Linked DNA regions of Zea mays: region 1 is linked to region 2. Evidence: chromatin contacts called from public Hi-C data. All regions are on one chromosome and are shown on one strand. The core of a region is the stretch at or near the end of the contact, and the rest is flanking DNA. Distances in the headings are between cores, read along the strand shown. Region 1 has its middle 6.9 kb from the start of LOC100275469. Region 2 holds the start of LOC100282785.

Region 1 (7,634 bases), core at 2,362-4,861, 240 kb after region 2:
AATCTATCATTCAAATTAAATGGATACCCTATATGGATGTGTGCACCAAAACGTAAATGAAAATAATGATGAAATTAATGTATATAGTGTGGAGTGGAGAGTTGTAGTTGCATGTTTATGAAACTTAGTTGAGATATTTTTCATTTATGAACACTTTGACACTAAAAAACTGCAAAATCTTCTAAAACTTTTATGTCATGTTTTTATCATCAATTATGTGTCCACATCAACTTGCAGAGTTTTTTAGCACCTTTACATATTCTATATCACTATATAATCCACCACTTTAAACTTTGCAAAACTCACCCAAACAAATCACCCCACACCCATAGCATCTACTAAATCCACCAAACAAAATGCATCCAAACTTAACACACTGTCAAAACCAACAATTCAAATCGTTGGATAACCACATCTCCCTTAATCAAAGTCAATGGACAATATTATTTGAATCATTCATCATCCCTTCCCACTGTCGGTCTGTCGCCATCAACCCCTCCCCTTGAGGCGGCGCCACCGCCATCAACCCCTCTCTAGAATCGTAGTGTTAGCATAGACTATACGCTAGTCTTTTACATGTTCTATAAAATAATGTGATGTCTTCTCGATCAGCTCGGTGTCATATGCATCGGTTTTGCTGGTGATGTATCCTTTAAAGCGTGCACCACATAGATGGTAGTGAGCATGCTATAATAGTACTTGATATTAAGTTGCATGCACCAACCAATACAACCTAAAAGCTTAAGCTAATATGAAGATATGGACAATTCACTTATATTATATTCTAACACTCTCCCTCACGTCGAGCCTCTTTTGGGTCTCTAACGTGGAATATACGAGCGAGCAACAATTATTTTATTTAATTGTGCTAACCAGGACTGGAACTCGAGACTCTGGCTCTGATACCATATTAAGTTACATGCACTAACCAACACAACCTAAAAGCTTAAGCTGATAGGAAGATGTGGGAAATTCACTTATATTATATTCTAACACTTGGTTGCCATTGAATAACTTCTCTAAAGCTTGGACGGTGAAGAGGGGGTTGGTGGTGGAGCTTGATAACACCATGAGATTAATTTGTGAAGATGGCTCCGATTATCATGAAAAAATAGAGGCGATGTGTTATCATCCTGAGAAGTATCAGTGTCTAAACTTTGACTACTCTAGATAGTTATTGATTGTATGGTAAGTACAGAAAAGGTCTTTACTTATACAGCCCGGTGTACGAGAGAATAATATGAACCTAAGAATTCTAACCGAATAAGATTAGAATTGTTACAAAACAAAACTCATCTATACCATGGTGTAGCTCCTAGTATATCATAACCTCACATTTCGAATAGAGAAAGCGTAGGTAGAAGAGAAAAAAAACATGAATGCAGGTACCCCCATCGTTAGGTTAAATTAAAGGTGTGAACGCTTTAGTTCTTACCGGAAAGGGAAATTGTATAGTAAACATAACATGCTTTTAGAGCATCTCCAAAAGACTAGCTAAATAGCTTGTCAAGCTAAATTTTAGCTACTTAATAGCAAAATTGTTTTCCAACAGGTTAGTCATTTAACTTGTCGAGCTATCCGGCTCTCTAAATTGACTTCCAAGCTAGCCAAATTTGGCTAGCAACTCTTGCTAGCCAAGTTAGCTTGTATTTTGAAGAGTCTGTTGGAATGAGATGTTATATATATAGTTTAATCTTTATAGAAAGACAAATAAAGAGTCAATTAGAGAGTAAAAAATAAAGAGTCTCTTGAAGATGCTCTTAGGTTCTATCTCTATCCAACAGCTTACCTATCTCCATCTCTATATTCAAACTTTACTCTAATATTAGTAGAGTCTACAATACAAAAAAATATTTTGTAAGACAATTACATGTACATGTCAACAGACAGGTAAATGATCTGTTCTTTACCACTAGCCGAAGCCCAAGCATCACCTTTACACCTGCTTGCTGATGGGATTTCGATAAAAAAAAAGCTAGAATTCTTTAGAGAAAGTGATGTGGTGATGATCCTTTTGGGTGGCTGTTCCCCCAGCGGGGAAGAGACGATCGCGATCTACCGTGAGCATCGTGGAAACCATGTGGGCTCACGATAAGGTGAATATCTCTTCTTTTATTCGAGGATAGGCGGTTGAAGATTTGTTAAGGCGCCGACCAAGTTGAAAAGTGGGGAAAACTTGCAACGAAATATTCCTGCTGCAGAAAAGCTAAGTTAAAAACTATGGAACCGGTACGGTAAAAGAAGCTACACCTAGCTATATTAATTAATGATAGCAGCGCCGAGGGTTTTTCTGTGTGGCTTTGACGAATTCAGCTTGTAAAAGAGAGAAGCAAAACATGAGAAGCCCGCCTGGAATAAAGTGGTTTTCGTTGGGCACCCAATTTTGGTGCAGTTTGTCAAGGTCAAGTTTAATTAAGGTTGCTTTATTAGTTAGAATGCATCCAATAAGGTACTCCTATTTTGCTAGTCTTATTTTCATACTAATTCAGTATAGCGCTGTTTTTCAGTTATATGTATAGGCAGTATGCATGTTTCAAACTCATTCAGAAGTGTATGTTTCAAACTTGGCATACATCTACGGGCGCGCCAAGTTTTAGAACGCCTTGTAGCGCCGAATTACGATTTTATCCGGACGAGCTCTCTCAAGTTTCCACCGCTTGCCATCTTATTTTATTTGGGTAAGCTATAGCAAGCGCGAGCGCGACCTCGGCCAGATCTTTTCTTGGGTTCTCCTCCAAGTGGGCGTATATCCAACACATGCATGTTGCAGGTCAAACAACCTCTCCATGGGCGGCGCTCCTGAAAATCTCTTACGGCCAGTTGGCAGTTGCCCGTTTATTTTTTCTGCTGATGACGAGATCAACGAGGCTAGTAGTAGTAGTAGTATAAACAACCTGGTCATCATTAGCCGCTCCAGGCCTTTCCAAACTTAGTTAATGTTCTCGAACCATCTAGTAGCGGCATCAACAGCAACCACCCGGGCCTTTAGAAGAAGCAGTACTGTTTCGCCCATGGCGTGTGTGTGCTCTCTTTGGAACGTCATATGTATGCTAGCTAGCGCTGAAGCCGTCCCCGTGAGATGGATGGATCCATCATCAGAATGTTATTCTGAGGCGAGCTAGAGAGAAGGTAGTGGCGTTGATGGATGGAGAGGGAGAGGGGCCCTTGGAATTTAGAACGATGATGATGAGCTAATTAGGACAGCTACGTCTAACTAATCTGGCGAGGGGTGGAGACGCAGACGCCATTGTATATCTGCTGACGCCGAGGCATATCATCATTTGCTCTTAAAACACGATCGACTTGCCAGTATAAATAAAACACGAAGGTGGTTTGGCACTAGCTAGCTAACTTGAACGTGTGTGTGTGTGTGTGAGCTACGATAAATATCGCCCGGCCATGGCGTGGTCGCATTCAGCCCGTCACAGCTCTTGGTCCGGCACAGACGGCGGCGGGCCATCCAGAGCCATAAGTTGGATTTTTTTTCTGCCGTACGTGACCTGCACCGGCACCGCGTCAGCTACCATTTGGTTTGGTGGCTCCGGAGAAAGCTGTGGAATTGTCGGGTGGTTTTCTGCGTGGACGGGGCCTTTTCGCTCGCCGCCATCGGCCATCCATCTGGGCCTGGGCCCTGGGGTGAGCGAGCGAGGAAAGGAACCGCATGTGACTGATCGCCATGCCGTGCTGCTGCTCCAGGTTTCTAGGCGTGCGAACGTGCGAGATGTGATATCATTGGCATTGGCGGCAAAATGTACAGGCCACGGTCGTCTGGCCAGGCCTCCTGTCCATGTAATTAAAAAAAAAAATCTCATGGTTGTAGCACGCACGCACGCACTGTATCGTCCGTGCTTTGACTTGTGGAAGGCCCACGCACGCCCATCAGCATGTGCACCACCAGAACGCTTATACTGGATTACTGGCTACTCGCTCGCTCCTTCGGTGGTTCTCCTTCCAATACGCGCGCATCCAGCTCTTTGCAGCCGTAGAACTTGCACGTGAAATTTCTTTAATCAGTACTCCTATTGCAGTCAACAATGGAACGCAATCGTGACCTCTGAATTTCAACCTAGTTTAGTCAGAAGTCGGCGGACCTCTCCCGTCTCCGGCTAAAAAAGCGTATGCGCGTCAGCTAACTTGCATTTTTGACATTTCGTGTCGCCAATAGTATACCACACAGGCGTTTACTTCAGAGATACTAGTTGGATGGGCCTTCTGCTGAGCCTGATGAGCGCCGACCATTGCATCACGTCCACAGCATCTTGGCCAAGTTGCGCGATGAGCTACGTAACAAACAGCTCGCGCCGGTTCATAGATCACAAGCCAAAAAGGACCTCGCGGGCCGTGGCGGCAGCTTTTTTTTATGCCGCCCCCGCTGCCCCACCGTCCCGGTCCGGCCTTTGACGGTGGCGCTGTGTGGCTGCTCCTCCTCTGCTCGTGCCGCGCCGTCCGACGAAATACTGGCGCTGCCCTGTGCCCCTCGTCGGACGCGGTCGGCAGGTTTTAATTAGCAGTCGGCCGGCGCCGGGGGATCGTTCACTTCTTAATGGAAAATGCAGTTGGTTAAGTTCGGCCCAAGGGAAATGAATATATACTTTCACCGATAAACTTGCTGCCGCTCACTGCTTCCTGCCAAGATGGACGCGCCAACGACGGCACGAACGCGGGCGATGCTCGCGCCAACCAGCACGTTCCGTCGGCCCACCAACATTAAAAGACAATAAATCTTTTTCATATGTGCCATTACATGAATTTGTAATTATTTATAATCTATTAAATATGTCGAGTGGCTGTAGATGGTATTTTTTATGAATTATTTTGACATTTATCCCACTTCCCGTAATTATTTATAATCTATTAAATTTGTAATTATTTATAATCTGGCTAGCCCAGATGGGTCGAGCGCGAGGGCGAGCGCGAAGGGGGAAGGAGCGAGGCGGCCGGAGACCGGCGTGAGAGAGGTGGGAATCCCGCGGCCTTCGTGTTCGTCCCGCGCCCAGGTCGGGAGCGCTTGCAGTAGGGGGTTACAAGCGTCCACGCGGGAGAGGGAAGCGAGCGGCCCCAAGAGAGCGCCTGTCTCGTCCTCGTCCCCGTGCGGCCAACCCTCTCTAAGAGGGCCCTGGTCCTTCCTTTTATAGGCGTAAGGAGAGGATCCAGGTGTACAACGGGGGGTGTAGCAGAGTGCTACGTGTCTAGCGGGGGAGAGCTAGCGCCCTAAGTACATGCCGATGTGGCAGCCGGAGAGATTTTGGCACCCAGCTGGTGTGATGTCGTGGCCGTCGGAGGAGCGATGGAGCCTGGCGGAGGGACAGCTGTCGGAGCGGTTGAGTCCTTGCTGACGTCCTCCTGCTTCCGTAAGAGAGCTGAGAGCCGCCGTCGTCACAGAGCATGCGGGGCGCCATCATTGCCTATCTGGCGGAGCTAGCCAGATGGGACACCGGTCTTGTTCTCTGCGGCCCGAGTCAGCTCGGGGTAGGGTGATGATGGCGCTTCCTGTTGACGTGGCTGGCCTGCGCCCTAGGTTGGGCGATGTGGAGGCTCCTCCGAAGCCGAGGTCGAGTCTGTCTTCCATGGCCGAGGCCGAGTCCGAGCCCCTGGGTCGGGCGAGGCGGAGGTCGTTCGGCAGAGGCCAGGGCGGAGTCCGAGCCCTGGGGTCGGGCGAAGCGAAGTTCGTCGTCTTCTGGGGCTGAGCCCGAGTCCGAGCCCTGGGGTCGGGCGGAGCGGAGTTCGTCGTCTTCTGGGGCTGAGCCCGAGTCCGAGCCCTAGGGTCGGGCGGAGCGGAGTTCGCCGTCTTCCGGGACTTAGCCCGAGTCCGAGCCCTGGGTCGGGCGGAGCGGAGTTCGCCGTCTTCCGATACTTAGCCCGAGTCCGAGCCCTGGGTCGGGCGGAGCGGAGTTCGCCGTCTTCCGGGGCTGAGCTCGAGTCCGAGCCCTGGGGTCGGGCGGAGCGGAGTTCGTCGTCTTCTGGGGCTGAGCCCGAGTCCGAGCCCTAGGGTCGGGCGGAGCGGAGTTCGCCGTCTTCCGGGACTTAGCCCGAGTCCGAGCTCTGGTCGGGCGGAGCGGAGTTCGCCGTCTTCCGGGACTTAGCCCGAGTCCGAGCCCTGGGTCGGGCGGAGCGGAGTTCGCCGTCTTCCGGGGCTGAGCCCGAGTCCGAGCCCTGGGTCGGGCGGAGCGGAGTTCGCCGTCTTCCGGGACCTAGCCCGAGTCCGAGCCCTGGGTCGGGCGGAGTTCGCCGTCTTCCGGGACCTAGCCCGAGTCCGAGCCCTGGGTCGGGCGAAGCGGAGCTTCCTATGGTGCCTTTGGCAGGGCCTGACTGCCTGTTAGTCTCACTCTGTCAAGTGGCACTGCAGTCGGAGTGGCGCAGGCGGCGCTGTCCTTCTGTGAGGCCAGTCAGTGGAGCGGTGAAGTGACGGCGATCACTTCGGCTCTGCTGGCGTGCGTCAGGATAAAGGTGTCAGGCCACCTTTGTGTTAAATGCTCTTGCGATTTGGTCGGTCGGTGCGGCGATTTAGTCATGGTTGCTTCTTAGCGAAGGTACGGCCTCGGGCGAGCCGGAGATATGTCCGCCGTTGGAGGGGGACCTCGGGCGAGACGGAAATCCTCCGGGGTCGGCTGCCCTTGTCCGAGGCTAGGCTCGGGCGAGGCATGATCGAGTCACTCGAATGGACTGATCCCTGACTTAATCGCACCCATCAGGCCTTTGCAGCTTTATGCTGATGGGGGTTACCAGCTGAGAATTAGGAGTCTTGAGGGTACCCCTAATTATGGTCCCCGACAGTAGCCCCCAAGCCTCGAAGGGAGTGTTAGCACTCGCTTAGAGGCTTTCGTCGCACTTTTTTGCAAGGGGACCAGCCTTTCTCGGTTGCATTTTGTTCCGGTGGGTGCGCGCGAGCGCACCCGCCGGGTGTAGCCCCCGAGGCCTCGGAGGAGTGGTTTCACTCCTTCGAGGTCTTAATGCCTTGCGTAATGCTTCGGCTGGTCTGGTTGTTCCCTCATGCGAACTGGCCGTAGCCCGGGTGTACGGTTGGGGCCCAAGTTCTCGGGCTGGTATGTTGACGCTGTCAACGGTTCGGCCGAAGCCGGGTTTGCGAGAGCAGCCCCCGAGCCTCTGCACAGGGCGAGAGGGCGATCAGGGACAGACTCGGTTTTTTTACATACGCCCCTGCGTCGCCTTTTCGCAAGGAGGAGGGGGGAAGCGCCATGTTGCCCTCGATGGGCGCCGAACATGGTGTCTCCGGTGAGCTGCAAGCGGGTAATCCGAGTGGACGTCCGTGCCCCGTTCGTTAGGGGTCGGCTAGGGGCCCAGAGGCATGCCCAAAAGTACCTGCGGGTGATCTGCCGGACCCGGTCCCCTGGCGACGGGGTCCGAGGGCTCGATGCCTCCCTCTGATGGGATTCCGTTACAAGATCGCTCCCGCCGGTCTCGGAAATGTCCTAGGGTACCTCGGGAGCGCAACCCGAGCCTTGGTTATGTATCGAACATACCCATGGTCATCCCTCGCTCGGCGTCTGAGGCGGCTGTGAACCCTTCGGGGGCCATCCTTCGAACCCCTGATCAGTAATGGGCGCGGAGCCCGAGTATCCTGAGGCGGCCGTGGAACCCTTCGGGGGGCCGGCCTTCGAACCTTTGACCAGTAG
Region 2 (6,715 bases), core at 1,719-4,218:
AATATTTATACGCTGTTTAATAGCCTTATCGTCATGTTCTTGTATACATCTGTGTAGATTAATCAAATTTAATGAAATTACAGGACTCGATTGAGAAGCTTCTCATCTGATTTACCTAAGATCTTTCAGTGTGATGGGCCTCGGCGACACATTTTTCAGAGGCTTGGACTGGTGATGGTGTCTTGTTTACATTACGCTTTCCAAACTATATTTGAACACTGCTAAGTCAATCATATTTGAATTGTGCTTCACTTTATATTTGTGATTGTCATGTATCCTCAAGATGCCTCTGTATCGTGGTGGCTGGTTTCTGTTCTGGATCCGACCACATCATTGTGATGGCTGATTGCTATGTTTTTGAGTATTGGATCGTTCCCATCGATTAACTTCTGTGATGACGAATCAGCGCAAATAAAGTCACTTATATGTGATCACGAGCAGCGCAAATAAAGTTGTATGTGGGGGCATAAATAACTGAACTGAAGAATTGGTTCATTAGAACAGCCCCAGATCGCAGGTAACAAAAACATTCTGGTTCCTACACTCGGATAACTTGGTAGGGAACCAAACTGGATACAAAGCAGCCTGGCCTGGGCGGTTGATTGCTTGGCTGTATACTTTTGGTCCTGGCATAGTTCGCCAGTTGCAAAATGCTCTGTAGTGTTCGTTCGGTTAGTCTGGATTGGATTGGAGGGCAGGAACCATTCCAGCTACAATGTAATACAAATGTGTGAACCATTCTAACCCTAAACTATTCTAGGCACTGGTTCCGGAGCAATCAAGCGGGGCCTTCGGCAGCCTAGGAACTACTGTTCCAGGCCGAGATTCAGTGCATCCGGGTGTGTCACTCTTTCCAGGCAGAGAACTGTTCCAGGCCGGGATTTAAAGGCCTGTTCGGCAGGCTAGGATTGAAGAAGGCTGTTTTATAAACACAGAACATATTTGAACAATCTGACACTGCTGCTTTATAAACGCAGTGAATAATCAACCAATCTGACAGTCCATCATTCTTTCTACCATAGGATAGCATGCTGCCGAGACAATCTGGCAGTCTTGCTACCAAAATAAGACAATCAAGAAACATAGAACAATCTTGATAGACTGACATCTTCAACACATGCGCTAAGAAGAAACAGAACATATGTGTTGCGAAGAAACATCACTTTAGAACTAAGCATATCATTTCAAAATAAGAAACCTCAACATATGCTAAGCATCACCGATTAATCACCCAAACCTGTCCAAACAAATGGAACAATCAGATTGGAAGATAAAGGCCCAAGTGAATATGGTTAAGTGGAAGGTAAAGACATAAATATTATACTCTTTCCGTTTTTTTATTTGTCGCCATTTAGTTTAAAAATGAACTAGGGACGATAAATATTCGAGAACGGATGTTGTACAATGCTAAACCATCTCATTTCATAGCAGAGGCAATCAACATCTGTAGCTGGTGGCTCAGGACCTCGTATGCACCTCAACCTGGCCATGTATCCATTTCTACTGTGCAGTGCAGTAAGAAACATAAAGAGGCAGAATTCCGTTGCCATTGTCATGGCTAAAGGCTTAAAGTAAGACACTTCATCTAAATGCAAAGGCAGCTAGCAGGGCATATTGTAAAACCAGTAACGGTGACCAGTGTTTGGCGTCCGCCTTAGCATTGGGGGGAGAGATAAACGTGTCACTGAATCTGAATCTATGCCTGTTTTTCTCATGAACAATGCTACTACTACTACTGCTGTTGCACTACTGCATCAATGAAGCAGTTCAGTAAACAATGCTACGGCCGTGACGAGAAGCGCCGCCAGAACATACACAGGTGCCTGAAAACACGTAATCCACGGAGCAGATGGTTTCTTGAATCCAATACTCTGCAGCACCAAGATTTGTCTTCTTCTACAGATCAATACTCTGCATACACAGCTGGCTGCAGCTTAACGCAAAGAGATGCAAACTGGCGCAAACACTCTTTTACTTCCAATTGGTTTTGGAATATGAGCTCCAAGCAAACTCATCCCTCAAGCTTACTCACCTACAAAAAAAATTCAAAGTACACCGTTGCAATTACACAAAATGATGAGTAATTCAGGGTCATCTTGCTACAAAAAAGCAAAACTAGCAACATAGAGCACGCACACTACTGATTTACCCTTTCCTTTTTAATTTTTTGACTGTACTTCAAACTGATGGTCCCTTGATTTTTTTGTATCTTTTCCTGGTGCTACTGTCTTCTTGGTTATCGTCTCTGTCCTACTACCTACCTATCTCTGTTGATGCATCTCTATGTCACTATGTGATTCTAACAACCAAGATGCACACGTGCCCTCTGTTCAATACACCACAAAAAGTTGAGTCAATCCTATTTTTCCCTGGTAAGAAGGTGCACTTGCAATCTCAGAAATGACGGTACAAAACCTCACATAATAAAATTCCGTTTATTTTTCTTCTCATTTGCAGACACAGACACACCTTGAACCAATGCTTCAGCTTTTCCTTGCTCCAAAACTATCAGTACCTCTTACATAAAATCACATGCTTCACTGTCAATGCAACAAATTAAAGGCCTATTTGAATCCCATGAACTAATTTAGCCACTTTGTGAGCTAAAAATCCAAACATAAAGAGCTAAAAGTAACTAAAATGGTAAAAGATATTCTTTTAGTCATTTTTAACTCTTTCTGTTTCAATATTTAGCTTCTAGAGTGACGAAACTTGCTCTAGCTCAAGGGATCCAAACATGCCCTAAGTAGTTGTGTTCTCAGCTTTTAGTGCAACGTGGTTAGATTTGTCAGGATTATATCTTCTTCTTCAAATAGAACAATCTTATACACATTATTTACATCAATGTGTATACAAATTACAATCATTTCTATCCATGATGTAGCGCAGGTAAATGGGTTGATCCCAGATCCCACATTGATAGTCTTCTTAGTATAAACTCATGTATGCGGACTGGCCCAACTCAGACAAGAGCGCGGCAACACCGCGCATATACATGGAATGAGAAGGGCTCAGCTACAGCCAAGCGAATAAATATACTGTGAATTAACCCTAACCTAACCGAAGCGTCCGCCTCCCACACACGGGACTCCGGCCGCGAGAACCCGCGACTAAGCCAGGACGCGGGACGCCACAGCCACCGGCCTCAGCATCCGCCTAGGACGAATAACCCTTCTAGGCTGCCGCCGCCGCCGTCCTTAGCTCATATTGTTGCCGGCGAAGAGCGCCCCAGGTATTCCCAGCCCCTTCTCTTTCCTGTCCGCTGCGCAAAACTGAATTCTCGAACTCTCAACCTCAAGTTATTTGGCTACTTCTAACTTTTTGCAAAAAATTATCGGGTCCCTTTACTAGATCCGCCCCTGCTATGGAGTCGGCGGTGAACCCGAAGGCGTACCCGCTGGCTGATGCGCAGCTGACGATAGGTATCATCGATATCATCCAGCAGGCCGCCAACTACAAGCAGCTCAAGAAGGGAGCTAACGAAGGTACCGTGCCAATCCCTTGTGCACGTCTCCTGACCTGTACTCTGTTAATTCTGGGCCTTTCTTACTCAACTCGAGTCTTTTGTGTTTGGCGTAGCGACGAAGACCCTGAACAGGGGGATATCGGAGTTCGTAGTGATGGCGGCGGACACGGAGCCGCTCGAGATCCTCCTCCACCTCCCCTTGCTAGCTGAGGATAAGGTGCTTATAATTTGCCCTTTGTTTCACGTACACTAGTGCTGTGTGTGATTATTGTTTTGTTTTTGCCCTTTGTTGTATTGTTAGTGAGAATGAACGGTCCTTTGTTAACTGCTTAAGTTATAGAGGATTTCTTAGTTGCTTCGAATGCAATGAAGCCAATCTTTTGAGTTATGGATGCTTGCAACATTGTTGTCAGATACTCATTGTGTGTGACTCTGACAAAAAAATAATTACTTCAACTGTGTTTCTTAGTTAATTTCTTATTTAATTAACTGTAAATGGTACTCCCTGCGTTTGAAAATATATTGCTCAATTTGCATTCCCTTCAATCAACAATTTTTCCATTAGTATATAATTCTTGTGCTGCAAGGTTGGTATCATTAGATTCATATTCAAAACCTCTTTCTTATGTTTATACTTTTTGACAACACAATAATATATTTATAGAGTAATTGCTGGTTAAATTCTGCCATAACAAAATGAAACATACCTTTTTTTTAAAAAAATGAGAGGGGTATGAACCCTCAATGCCTAGGAGTTGAATTTCTTGTGAATTTAGCGCTAGCAGGTTATATTTCGTTATGTAACAGACATGTAGTGACAATTCAGCCTGGCAGTGCACTCCTGTTAGCTGATTTAGCTTGTGTTTATTAGTTCTACGTCCTTTTTTTTGTGCTCTCTTTATTCTGCTTGGTTGATGACATGAACCACCTGTATACATCACTTCTGTTAGTAGACTTCTCAATGAATATGGCAACATTCACCATTTTTTTTCGAACACGCAGGAGAACTGTGTATCATTATATTAAGAAGAAAGAAAGGTCTAATATAGACTGATTACAAGCGCCTCAAAAGGCAGCCACACATAACCATACTTCCCAAGCTACACCCACAACCTTCTAAGAGCAGAAGCTCCAGAAATACCCCATAAGCTAGCATCCCCATGAATCTTCTGCAAAAGAGCGTTGATGTTAGGGGAGGATGCATCAAACACACAAGCATTTCTATGTTTTCAAATCCTTCAGGCAACATCACCATTGGCTAATAAATTTATTCTATGCTATTTGCAGAACGTGCCATATGTATTTGTTCCATCGAAACAAGCTCTTGGCCGTGCTTGTGGTGTGACAAGGCCTGTCATTGCTTGCTCAGTGACCAGCAATGAGGGTAGCCAGCTGAAACAACAGATACAGGGTCTCAAGGTACTTAGGGTGCGTTTGGTTGCAATGACAGGACGGGATGAGACGAGACGATTCCTCAAATAGGGTTGTTTGGTTCAGGGTCAGGGGTTGGGACAGGACTATCCCAGTGTTGTCCCCAGTTATCCCTCAAAATTGGAGGGACGAGAGAGAACGCCAGGGGACGTCCCTGTCCTGGCTGTCCCGCAACCAAACACACCCTTAATGTCCTGTCTTGTAGTAGTTGTTAATACTTGATATGTTGCTATTTTTATATATGAATATTATGATTCTGTAATATTTATATGCTGTTTAATAGTCAGTCTTATCATGTTCTTGTATGCATATCTCTGTGGATTAAACAAATTTAATGAAATTGCAGGACTCGATTGAGAAGCTTCTCATCTGATTTACCAAAGACCTTTCAGGGTGATGGGCCTCAGCGACACATTTTTCAGAGGCTTGGACTGGTGATGGTGTCTTGTTTACTAGATTTTACGTCTTTCCAAACTATGTTTGAACACTGTTAGGTCGACCATACTTGAATTGTGCTTATATATTTGACTGTCATGTATTCTGAAGATGCATCTGCATTCTGGTGCCTTGGTTTATGTTGAGATTCTGACCATCATTGTAACGGTTGATTACTATGAGTTTGAGAATTGGATCGATTGGATGGTTGCAATTTCCATGTGACCAGGACAGATAAAATCTTACTGATTCAGTTTGTCTCATGGTTTCTCGGATATTACTTATGTGTGCATAGTTTATTTCATTAACCTAGTTGTGCTGCCAATGTTGTATTAAAGGGGATGATTGGTTTCTTTGGTCATCCTCTTAAACTTTAGAGACTAAAGTTTAGTCTCTAGAAATTCTATTTGGAAGACCTATTTTAGTCACTTCGATTGGTATTTAAGGACTAAAGTTGACTAAATTTTTAGGAGATGGGAACCAAACACCCTAATTGATTTTCGTCGTTCTAATATGGACTTTTGTTGTTAAAATGTTGGCCTTTATGCTGCATGACCTCTAAGTCCAGTCCTAATTGAGGTTTTATTTCTTGTGTGTTACAAAGTTTGTATAGGGTTTAAATTTTGTTGACGTGAAACTTATTTTTCATCTCATTATGCTTTTGCCATTGCAATTTATATTATATCATTCCCTAGTTCCGTTGAGACTGGTCGAATTTAATAGTAGTTTTATATAAATCGGTCGAACTTTGGGTGATAGATTTTGTAAATTAGGGTTTCAAATTGGTCTGCTTGCTGTTAAATCAGTCCAACTTTCGTGCTATATGTTAGACTACCCGTCTAGTCTAGGGTTTGGGTTGTAATTACCGTCTTACCCCTCACTGTAATGGGCCTGGCCCAGTTACTTCTCTATTAATACTACTCCCCATCCCTGGTTAAGGTATGGGTACACATTCCAACATGGTATCATAGAGCTAGGGTTAGTTTTCCAGCCGCCGGCCCTCCTCTCCAGCCGCCGGCACCCCAGCCGCCGGCCTCCCTCTCCCTCCCAGCCGCCGGCTTCCCAGCCGCCGGCCTCCCTATCCCTCCCAGCCGTCGGCTCCACCGCCGGTCCCCTGCCCAGGCGCGGAGCGCCCCTCTGCCCCTACGCGCCCGTCGCCGGCCTCCCTCTTCCCCGACGCGCCTCCCGACGCCCCTCCCCTGCGTGCTCGTCGCGCCCAGGGCCCCTGCCCCTGCGCGTTCGCCGCCGCCGGACCCGACCCCGGACGCCGCCGGCGGCCTCCCTCGGCCGCCGGTCTTCCTCCCCTGCGCGCTCGTCGCGCCCAGGGCCTCTGCCCCCGCGCGTCCGCCGCCGCCGGCCTTCCCCCTGGGAGCGGCGCCCGAC

Evidence for each region. A called contact is a pair of places that touch in the nucleus more often than the background predicts.
Region 1: a contact with region 2 is called in a Hi-C map of leaf, with 6 times the contacts expected there. The contact joins the enhancer-like site here to the promoter of LOC100282785 in region 2. A contact is called at or near these places in 2 of 25 Hi-C or Micro-C datasets (leaf and tassel).

What each region holds. Positions count from the first base shown.
Region 1 is chr1:32,732,635-32,740,268 of Zm-B73-REFERENCE-NAM-5.0, forward strand. No RefSeq gene overlaps it. Among protein-coding and RNA genes, the nearest start is that of LOC100275469, 6.9 kb to the left of the region's middle. Within about 2 kb of position 3,612, at least 18 of the 20 cell types and tissues checked have an H3K27ac peak or open chromatin away from gene starts, as enhancers often do. A contact at or near this core is called in leaf and tassel, where this site is marked.
Region 2 is chr1:32,496,273-32,502,987 of Zm-B73-REFERENCE-NAM-5.0, forward strand. LOC100282785 reads left to right here and starts at 2,969. Exons shown (of 5, transcript NM_001155691.2): 1 at 2,969-3,232; 2 at 3,352-3,485; 3 at 3,580-3,683; 4 at 4,754-4,885; 5 at 5,244-5,564. The coding sequence starts at 3,365. The coding sequence ends at 5,270. LOC103633413 reads left to right here. Exons shown (of 5, transcript NM_001368826.1): 5 at 84-364. The coding sequence ends at 110.